2 separate regions of the Zea mays genome follow, and region 2 is linked to region 1. The links are chromatin contacts, called in public Hi-C maps. All regions are on one chromosome and are shown on one strand. Each heading gives the region's core, a stretch centred on a gene start, on an enhancer-like site or on the middle of the called end of the contact. The rest is flanking DNA. Distances are from core to core; before and after follow the strand shown.

Evidence for each region. Hi-C and Micro-C count contacts between places; a contact is called where the count stands out from the background.
Region 2: a contact with region 1 is called in a Hi-C map of tassel, with 8 times the contacts expected there. The contact joins the enhancer-like site here to the promoter of LOC100283091 in region 1. A contact is called at or near these places in 4 of 25 Hi-C or Micro-C datasets (bundle sheath, ear, leaf and 1 more).

What each region holds. Positions count from the first base shown.
Region 1 is chr4:100,094,823-100,099,787 of Zm-B73-REFERENCE-NAM-5.0, reverse strand. It overlaps LOC100283091, which reads left to right and starts at 2,456. Exons shown (of 5, transcript NM_001412293.1): 1 at 2,456-3,119; 2 at 3,528-3,766; 3 at 4,528-4,717. The coding sequence starts at 2,906.
Region 2 is chr4:100,514,026-100,518,990 of Zm-B73-REFERENCE-NAM-5.0, reverse strand. It overlaps the pseudogene LOC103653574. Among protein-coding and RNA genes, the nearest start is that of LOC103655445, 64 kb to the left of the region's middle. Within about 2 kb of position 2,385, at least 16 of the 20 cell types and tissues checked have an H3K27ac peak or open chromatin away from gene starts, as enhancers often do. A contact at or near this core is called in bundle sheath, leaf and tassel, where this site is marked.

The DNA of each region.
Region 1 (4,965 bases), core at 1,207-3,706:
GGTGACATGACACATTCTTGTAGTATGACCCTTGTTCTCACCATAGAATAAGCGGTAAATCTTTCTAGGTTGATCCCCAAATCTTCCTCTAAAGCCCCTGGCGCCTCTGCCCCTTGGAGCTGGCGGCCTGAAAGAGCTTTGCTGTTGCCCCGAAGATTGTGAGGTATATTGTGACCTCTAAGACTGACTTCCTTTGTCGTCACTTTGAGTGGAGTTATGGATTGACCTAACGTGCGTCAGATGGATTCTTCCTCCGAAGCCCCTGGTCATTTCAGAGAATCTGTAAGCTTCCTGCCTTCTTTGGCGGAAGTCGTTGTCAGCTCGGATGTACTCATCCATCTTCTGAAGCAGCTTCTCCAGAGTTTGCGGGGGCTTCCTGGCGAAGTACTGAGCCGTAGGTCCTGGCCGAAGGCCCTTAATCATGGCCTCAATGACAATCTCATTGGGCACTGTAGGCGCTTGTGCCCTCAGTCGTAAGAACCTTCGTACATATTCTTCATGGTCCTGCGTGCATTGGAACAGAGCTTGAGCTGTGACCGGCTTCGTTTGAAAGCCTTGGAAGCTGGTAACCAACATGTCCTTAAGCTTCTGCCACGCCGTGATAGTCCCTGGCCGAAGAGAAGAATACCATGTTTGGGCTACATTCCAGACTTCCATGATGAAGGACTTCGTCATGACTGCAGTATTGCCCCCATACGAAGATATAGTTGCTTCGTAGCTCATCAGAAACTGCTTTGGATCTGAGTGCCCATCATACATGGGGAGCTGAGGTGGCTTGTATGATGGGGGCCATGGGGTAGCCTGCAGTTCTGCTGCCAAGGGAGAAGCATCATCAAAAGTAAAGACATCATGATTAAAATCATCATACCATCCATTCTCGTTGAATAAGCCTTCTTGACGAAGCTCCCTGTGTTGGATCCTTCGATCTTGTCCATCTTGAACAAGATGACACACTTCTTCTGTGGCTTCGTCGATCTTCCTTTGAAGATCAGCAAGTCGCACCATCTTCTCCTTCTTTCTTTGTCCTTGCTGATGGATGATCTCCATGTCCCTGATCTCTTGGTCCAACTCCTCCTCCTGGAGTGTTGGACTGGTGGCTTTCCTCTTCTGGCTTCGAGCCTCTCGAAGAGAAAGAGTTTTCTGGTTTGGGTCCAGTGGTTGCAGCGCAGCAGCCCCTGGCGCTGAAGCTTTCTTTGGTGGCATGACGAAGGTCAGTGCTTGTCGAAGGTGGTCGAAAAGGGTTCACCGGAGGTGGGCGCCAATGTTGGGGACTTGTTCTCAAATGCTATGAGTTAAGAACAAGGCAACATAAAATGTTAAAAGTTAATGTCCTTCGTCCTTCGAAGCATTATTTCTCTTAGGATATAATGATCTTCAGATGAAGGTCATGAAGGATATACCTTCATCATCGCGATATATGTTAATAAAAGGAGAAGCATATGAAATATAAGAGACAACATAAACGATTATATAACATTATCAATTCATTCTCATCTCATTATATTATCATGAAAAAGTAAAGACAATATTGAATGACATATGTACCTTCGACTTGACAGAAGGTAAAAGTACAAGCGTGACGCACGAGCAAGTACAGGTCAGCGTGAACAGTACGGGGGTACTGTTCATCTATTATAGGCACAGGACGCGGCCTGTGAGAAATTACATACATGCCCTTTACACTTATTATTGACTTATATACAATTCTATAAGGACTAGATAGCCTTTTCCCCTTTAAGTCGGTTCCTTTTTCCGCCATTTAGCCGAAGCTCCCTTGCGTGTAGCTTCGGAGCAATTCCAACCTTCGTCACGATCATGTTCTTTACATCGTTCATGCTTTTAGCCCGAGTCCGAAGGTACCTATTCATATGTCACACTTGAAAGATATTGTTAAATCACGTTTTTGAGGACCTTCGGAGGACGAAGCCCCCAACAAATATAATGAGGATGAATTGATAATGTTATGTGATCGTTCATGTTGTCTTTTATGTTTCATATACTTCTTCACTTATTAACACATACTACGATGATGAAAGTATGCCCTTCATGACCTTCGTCTGAAAATCATTATATCCTAAATGAGATAATGTTTCGAAGGACGAAGGACATTAACATTTAACATTCTGGGTTGTCTTGTTCTTAATTCATAGCATTTGAAAACAAGTCCCAAACAAATCCAACACCAAATTAACATAATTTATTATGTACTAGTTCATTCAACATAAGTGAAGACTTTGTTTTCTTGACAAATGTAGCCCAATCGAGCTAATGATCTGGTTTGATCTCGGTTCATTAATAAATTGAGCTTAGATGTTAGTTTAGCTTGTGACAAAATTGAAACAAGTTGAGCCGAAATGACCATACATATATTTTAGAGTGTTGATTTAAGATTATAACATACCTAGATTATATAATCCAATAAATTTTAAACTAATACTTAATTCAAAATTTATTAAATTAGGTAATCTAGACAGATTATAACAAACACCCTCCTTGTCCCGCCCCATAAAAAATGGTTAACAAAGTGAAGTACGTATCCCGCACCCCAGTCTGAACACGGGCAAAACCGCGTGTTGGACGGCTGCCTTGCCCCTCCCCGCGCCGCGAATACACTCGAGGGCCAGCCGAGCCCAGTGCCCGAGTCCACCTTCCCTGAATTCCTGTTCGCTACCTTCGCTTCCGCTCCAAAAACCAAATAAAAAACGCACCTTTCCTTCCCTTCTCCTCCCCTTCGCTTTCCCCCGTCCTCCCTTCCCTCGATCCCCTCGCCGGAAAAGATCCCATTCCATCCACCTCCACGTCCCGGCGCAATCAGAGTTTCCGGCGGCAAAGCAGGAAGGCGGAAGCGAAAGGAATGTTGCACCTTTAAGTAGCGCGGCGACCTGGTGTTTCTTCCTGGCCGGCGATGGGCTGCTTCCCGTGCTTCGACTCCCCGGCAGATGAGCAGCTTAACCCCAAATTCGGTGGCGCCGGTGGGTACGGCGGCACGTCCTCTGCCGTCGCGGCGTACGGAAACGGCACAGGCGCCGGCGTCAGCATCGGCCGGCACGGGGACAGGGGGTACCCGGACCTGCAGCAGGCGCCCATGGCGGCTCCGCGCGTCGAGAAGCTCTCAGCAGGTGCGCGACGTGCTCCGCGCTGAGCTACGTGTTCCACGGTTTGGGGTGGGTGGGTGGACTGGATCCCGGCAAGGTGGTTGATCTCCCGCGTGGTGGTTCAACCGCACCGGGCCTGCCTGATCTGATTTAGTAGTGCTCCGTGTAGCTTGTGGCCATCTTTGCGTGTTGAATTAGCGTCAGGTTCTCGATAGGTAAAGGGAAAAGAAGTAGGAACTTTCTATTGTTAGTTATTGCAAATTAGGTTCATTTACTACCTTAGGCCTCGGAGAGATGTAAAGGTTGTGGGGTGATAAACTCGTGGACTGATGCAACCAGGACATGCTATTTTGAATAGTGATTCTCTTTTGTCTGAGTCGGACTGCTGATGAGCTTACTGAATCTACCTCTTGTACTTGTCTATGTGTGCAGCGGCTGAGAAAGCAAGAGTAAAGAGCAATGGGCTCACCAAAGAGGCTTTGGTGCCAAAGGATGCCAATGGCAATGCCATCTCAGCGCAAACTTTCACCTTCCGTGAGCTTGCTACCGCCACCAGGAACTTCAGGCCCGAGTGCTTCCTGGGAGAGGGAGGTTTTGGACGTGTTTACAAGGGCCGCCTTGAGAGCACAGGCCAGGTAACTTTTGAGTTCAGCAGGTGCGACCTATCTGCGGTGAGATAATAGTGCTATTAGCAAATTGCACTGTTGTAGAATTGGGACTTTGTTTTACCCACAGATTTCATGTAGTCCATGTTTGAAATAGTAGCTGTTCAGTGTAGAGCTGTTTTGCTTTATTTTTGTCTTTTGACAGTAGACTAGAAGATTTGGCACTGCTAGTTTTAGTATCTGTTCAATGGAGCTTGCATACCTTATGTTTTTGTCGTTTGCTAGTTTACTGAAAGCAGTCCATGTTAAAGCTGTCCAAATGTTTCATACCTTAGACTGTCTCCAGCAACGTCCTCTATATACATCCTCTATATCCGTCCTTTACAGTATTCTCTAAAACATTCTATCTCATATATCTACTTTCTCTTCAACAACGTCCTCTATATGTAAATACCTATATTAAAGACATTTTTTAATTTTTATACATACGTATTTGTCATACTCTTAAATGTATTGTACATATTTTAGTTTTACTAAACCGGTTGTTTAAAGTATTCAAATAGATAGAGAACCGTTTAGAGAAACTCTATATATAGAGGATCCAGCAGCGTCCTCTAAATTTAGAGGACCGTTTAGAGGACACTGCTGGAGGGAGTCCTCGTCCTCTAAATTTAGGGTACAGGACCCTTTAGAGCTCCTTGTTGGAGCTAGTCTTATGTTCTTGTCTTTTGCTAGTTTACTGAAAGAATATGATGTACAGTAGATGCAAAAGACAAATGAAGCTGGATTAAAAAAGACAGACGGTTTAATGTGATTGTTTGCTGCAGGTTGTTGCTATAAAGCAGCTTAACAGGGATGGGCTTCAAGGAAACAGAGAATTTCTAGTAGAAGTTCTCATGCTCAGCTTACTACATCATCAAAACCTGGTTAATTTGATTGGTTATTGTGCTGATGGAGACCAGAGACTTCTTGTTTATGAATATATGCCTTCTGGATCACTTGAAGATCATTTGCACGGTACAAATGCTGTTCTTGTGTGCTCTATCAAAACTGTTTGCATATGACTACTACCTGTTAGCATTCCAACCAGTGCTCTCTGTGTAACTAGCTGCATGCCTATCCTAGTGTGTCTGCCTGTCTGTCACATGCTTGCTTGTCTATGGTTGTCAGATTGTTATATCTTTGTTAGTCTTCCACTCTTTATTGTATGCATCCATATTCATTATTCTTCCTTTTTATACTGGCAGATGTTTAGTCTGTAGCCC
Region 2 (4,965 bases), core at 1,136-3,635, 420 kb before region 1:
GTCTCTCAATGCCATGGCTGATGAAGAGGAGGTGAAGAAACAGTACAGGAAGCTAACTCTCCAGTTGCACCCAGACAAGAACAAGTCGGTTGGTGCAGAGGTTGCCTTCAGACTTATCTCGGAGGCATGGAGTGTATTGTCTGACAAGAGTAGAAAGATGCTTTATGATCAGAAGAGGAGAGACCATTGTGTGGCGAGTGTGTCCAACGGTTTGTATGCTTATGATTATGATACAAAGCTCAGTAAGCGAGCACGAAAAAATGCCGTTGCCTCTGCCTCAGCAGCTGTTGAGGCTACTACTCGTCTTGCAGGGGCTGACACATTCTGGACATCATGCAACAGCTGCAGGATGCAGTATGAGTACTTGAGAGTTTATCTGAACCACAACCTTCTGTGCCCAAACTGTCACCATGCATTCATGGCTGTGGAAACTGGATTTCCCTGCAATGGAACCAGTTCTTCATTCACGTGGACAACCAAGTCACAGCAGCAGCAGAACCACGATACTGTTGCTGACCATTCATATCAATCAGCAAGCAGAACATCAAGCATTCCAGACACCGGACATGGAGCATACCAGCAAGAGAACACTTACGAGTTGTACAAAAACCAAAGTTTCCAGTTCACTCAGTACCCCAAGACAACATGTGTTGCTGCTACAAATGGTTACAGTACACATGCCTCAGAGAAATCGAAGAGAAAACATGAAGAAAACTACATATACAATTATATTTCAAGTGGCAAGAGCAATGAGTATCCATCAGGGCGTGGACGACATTCAAAAAGGAGGCAGAATTTCAGTAATGGCTGTGCATCTGTGGAAGTTAATGGTCAGAATCTGGCTGCAACTGCAGGTATGTCTGGGATTGCCGATGGAGGAAGATTTAATGGTACATCAGGGGAGAAGTTCAGGTCTGCAGTGAATGCAAGAAAAGCTAATGTCTTGAGGGAGATCTTCCAACTTGACACCCGTGGTCTTCTTCTTGAGAAAGCCAAAGCAGAAGTTCGTGAAAAACTACAAGTCTGGAATATTTTGACATCTAGCCAGTTTGTCGAGAAAAGGAAATCAGATAGAAGAGAGAAGCATATTCAAAACAATATTAAGGCTAATGGCATTCTCTCTGACAATCCAACCAATAAATGCAAGAAATGCATTTCAAAAGATGCAGATACCGAGATCCCTGTGACTGATGTAATGAATCCAGAACAGATGCGTGTACCTATGTCCATTGATGTCCCTGACCCAGATTTCCATGATTTTGATAAAGATCGAACAGAAAGAGCCTTTGGCAATGACCAGATCTGGGCTACATATGATAGTGAAGATGGTATGCCTCGCCTATATGCAATGGTACAGAAAGCTATTTCAATGAAACCTTTCAGGATACGAATGAGCTTCCTCAATTCTAAGTCCAACAATGAACTGGCACCAATAAATTGGATCGCATCAGGTTTTACGAAGACATGTGGTGATTTTAGGATTGGAAGATACCAGATTACTGAAACAGTCAACATCTTTTCCCACAGAGTTTGCTGGAGTAAAGGTCCTCGGGGAATTATCAGGATTATTCCCCAAAAAGGCGATACATGGGCTGTGTACCGGAACTGGTCTCCTGATTGGAATGAACTTACACCAGATGATGTGATATATAAATATGAGATAGTAGAAGTGATCGATGATTTCACTGAAGAGCAAGGTGTGACTGTTGTCCCATTGTTGAAGGTAGCTGGTTTCAGGGCAGTTTTCCACAGGCTCACGGGCTCCAGTGTGGTCAGAAGAATACCGAAGGAAGAGCTTTTCCGCTTCTCTCATCGGGTTCCTTCTTGCCTGCTCACTGGTGAGGAAAGAAATAATGCTCCAAAAGGTTGCCATGAGCTGGACCCTGCTGCAACTCCAGTTGACCTTCTCAAGATTATTACAGATGTTAAGGATGACACCACACGTTGAGGCTCCAAGTAGAAACTCTACTTGTCTGTCCTACAGACTTGCAACTGCGAGCTAGCATGGCTGAAGTCTCAATATGTGCTTCACTCACTCCTCAGCATCATTTGGCTCACTTGCCTTAATCTATCATTGAACTTCTGGATGACGATGAGGACTTAATTAGGCATTTATAACATTTAATTTTATTGTGATATCGATATTGTATAGAGATAAGGGTTATTGACAGGCTGCATATTGTGCTGAGACCAGTTCTCCAAAGGCAACGTATCTTATGCATATGGGTATGGCTGTGCACGTATGCACATCTTTAATCCCATCCCTTCAATCAAGATCCAGTGGCTACTGTCGTTTTAACATTTTAACCCTCCTGTGGCTTCCTCTGTGATAAGAATCCTTTTTTGCAAAGCCCCCTTTCTCCATCCCTTCCTCCAAACAGCTGCACGAGACTTCTGGAACCCGACAGCTGACATGGTCCTTGCACCGCACCCAGTCAACGCCTCCGTTCTTGCCGACTTCCGCCAAAGAACTCGCTGAATGTCGGTTCCCCACCGATGTCGCCATTGTCTAGAGGTCCAGACTGGCGCAGCACCTCGGCCAGCTGCCCAGCTTCAGTTTCTGTAACCTAAATTTGGATTCAAATCTGGAGTTCAAGGTCATAAGATGAATTTTGATTCAAACCTGGAGCAAGACAATTGTGTATGAATGTTGAATTGATTGAACGAGGGACAAAAAAATGGTCATCGATGTTAAACTGATTGGATATTTTTAGGTGTATTGAATTCTTCACAAGAATCAACATGATGCGAAGCTTTAACAGGACCATGAACGAGAAGGCCAGGTTGCATGTGTGCACCGGTTGCAACAAAAGCAGTGGGTTGAAAGAGAACAGAGTCTATAGCGTCCACGCTGCTGCTAGGGCCGGCTACCCATTGCGCGTCCATGGCGTTGAGAAGCTCCGTCAAACCACCACAGCTGGAGCATGCTGGTGGCAGCGCTGCCATGTTGCAGCAGTCCTTGAACGTGGTGACCAGCAGGTGGCGGCTGCGACAGCAACGACATTCGGCGAGGGCACCTGTAGACATAGACGACATGGGTGTTAGCCCTAGCATGTGACGATGACGGATGTATGCCTCGACGGCGGCGGCAACGATGTTCCGCGAGGGCACCTGCAAAGCGTCGGCGTAGGCGGTAGGCCCAATCGTGAGGCTTCTACGAGAAGACAAAAAGTCCCATGCGTGCGGCTGTTTGGGGAAGGAGAAGGGGGTTTTGCAAAAAGAATTCGTATCACACGTAAAGCAGCGGGAGGATTAAAGTGTTAAACCGACAGCAGCCATTGGATCTTGATTGAAGGGATGGGATTGAAGATGTGCATATGTGCACAGCCATACCCATGTGCATAAGATAGGTTGTCTTATCCAAATGGCAGGCCTCATGACTGGCTACCACGTAGGTGCCACTAAGACCATGTTTAAATACACTAAAGCTAATAGTTAGCTGCTAAAATTAGCTAAAGGCATCCAAACGATCTACCTAATAATTCAGTAGTTCAGGTTTTAACTGCTTTTAGCAAACTAGTTAATAGTTAGCTAGCTAATTTCACTATCAATTCTTTAGCTAACTAACTACTAGCTCTAGCGCATTTAAAGTTTATGTCAAGAGCCTAGTTTGAGACTGCTGCGAGACTTTACTCTGTACCCACACTGATTTACTTATCATGTTGTATTAATTTTCATTAATGCGTAGCATAATCATTATATAATCTCACATATCCAGTTATTTTGATTAAATATTATGACTTCTCTGCGGTGCTAATTACCCATCTACTCTTGTTCGAAGATTTATGTACATATGAGTCTTAAAAATGGTCTGTAAATGTTCAGAGGTTAGTCAGTTTCACATATTTACGGTGTAGAAGGAAACCTGTATCATTGTGAGGGAAATATGGGTGCTGTTCGGCTCAGACATTGTTAAGGGAATGGTAATGGGATCTCTTACCGGCGGTAATGGTTATTAGATATAATTGGATTGGACAGTAGTACCTACTATTACAAAAAAGAGCTCAACCAAACAAAAGTATCGGTATCCATTACCCCATGTAATATATTTACATTATATTTCGGTGAGCCAAACATCACCATGGTTCCTGCAGAGTCTGGAATAATGTGTGAATCGACTGTAGTAATACCAATCTTACCTTCATACCATGCCAAATTTAGTTTGGCGTAATGTGTAATTGCAGAACAGTAATTTCATCATTGTAGGCCAAAGAAGCATAATTGTCCCGATTCCAACTCAACCATGAGTTCCTTAGGATGAAGAGAGTACTCTAGGGAACTTTGCATTAAGATCCCACCACGAAAAATATTCTTGCAGGTAGAAGCCATCTTTCCTTAGGATAACCCCTGAGCTAGGCCTTATTGCAAAAGACAACTTCTATCCACAAGATCTAAGCAGAGCTAAGCATTTTTGTAAATCATATTTTGATACTTCATCAGAAGTATCTATAAAGGTATGGATATCAAGGTAGGCAATGCATCAAAGGTTTCCAAGCAACTCCTATAAACCTAATGCACATTTTGCTAGACTTAAAGTGTGTAAAAATCATTTAAAAACACAAGGAAAGGGGTTGCATGCACTGGGGCTTACCTGGAAGAACACTAGGTTATTGTTTGTTAGGTGACGTCCACTTGGCGACCATCTTTAGCCTTGGCATTCGTCAGATTATCCATCTTTAGGTTCGTCCATCAGCATCACTGTTCGAAGTAGGTCGTGCTTTACGACACCTTGGGTCGACTTGGCTTTGGTTCTCCGCATCACGTAGTCAACAAACGTACCTAAATGATTTGCATAATGCACATGAATGCATATAAACAAGAATAGTATGAGACTAAATATTACTACATATCCGCGAATTAAACACCTAGCAGCGAGGCGTTGCACTATTTCATACGAAAACACTAGTTATCGACATACGACTAAGCGTAATGATTACACTTCTCTAGATTAACCGAATCTAACAC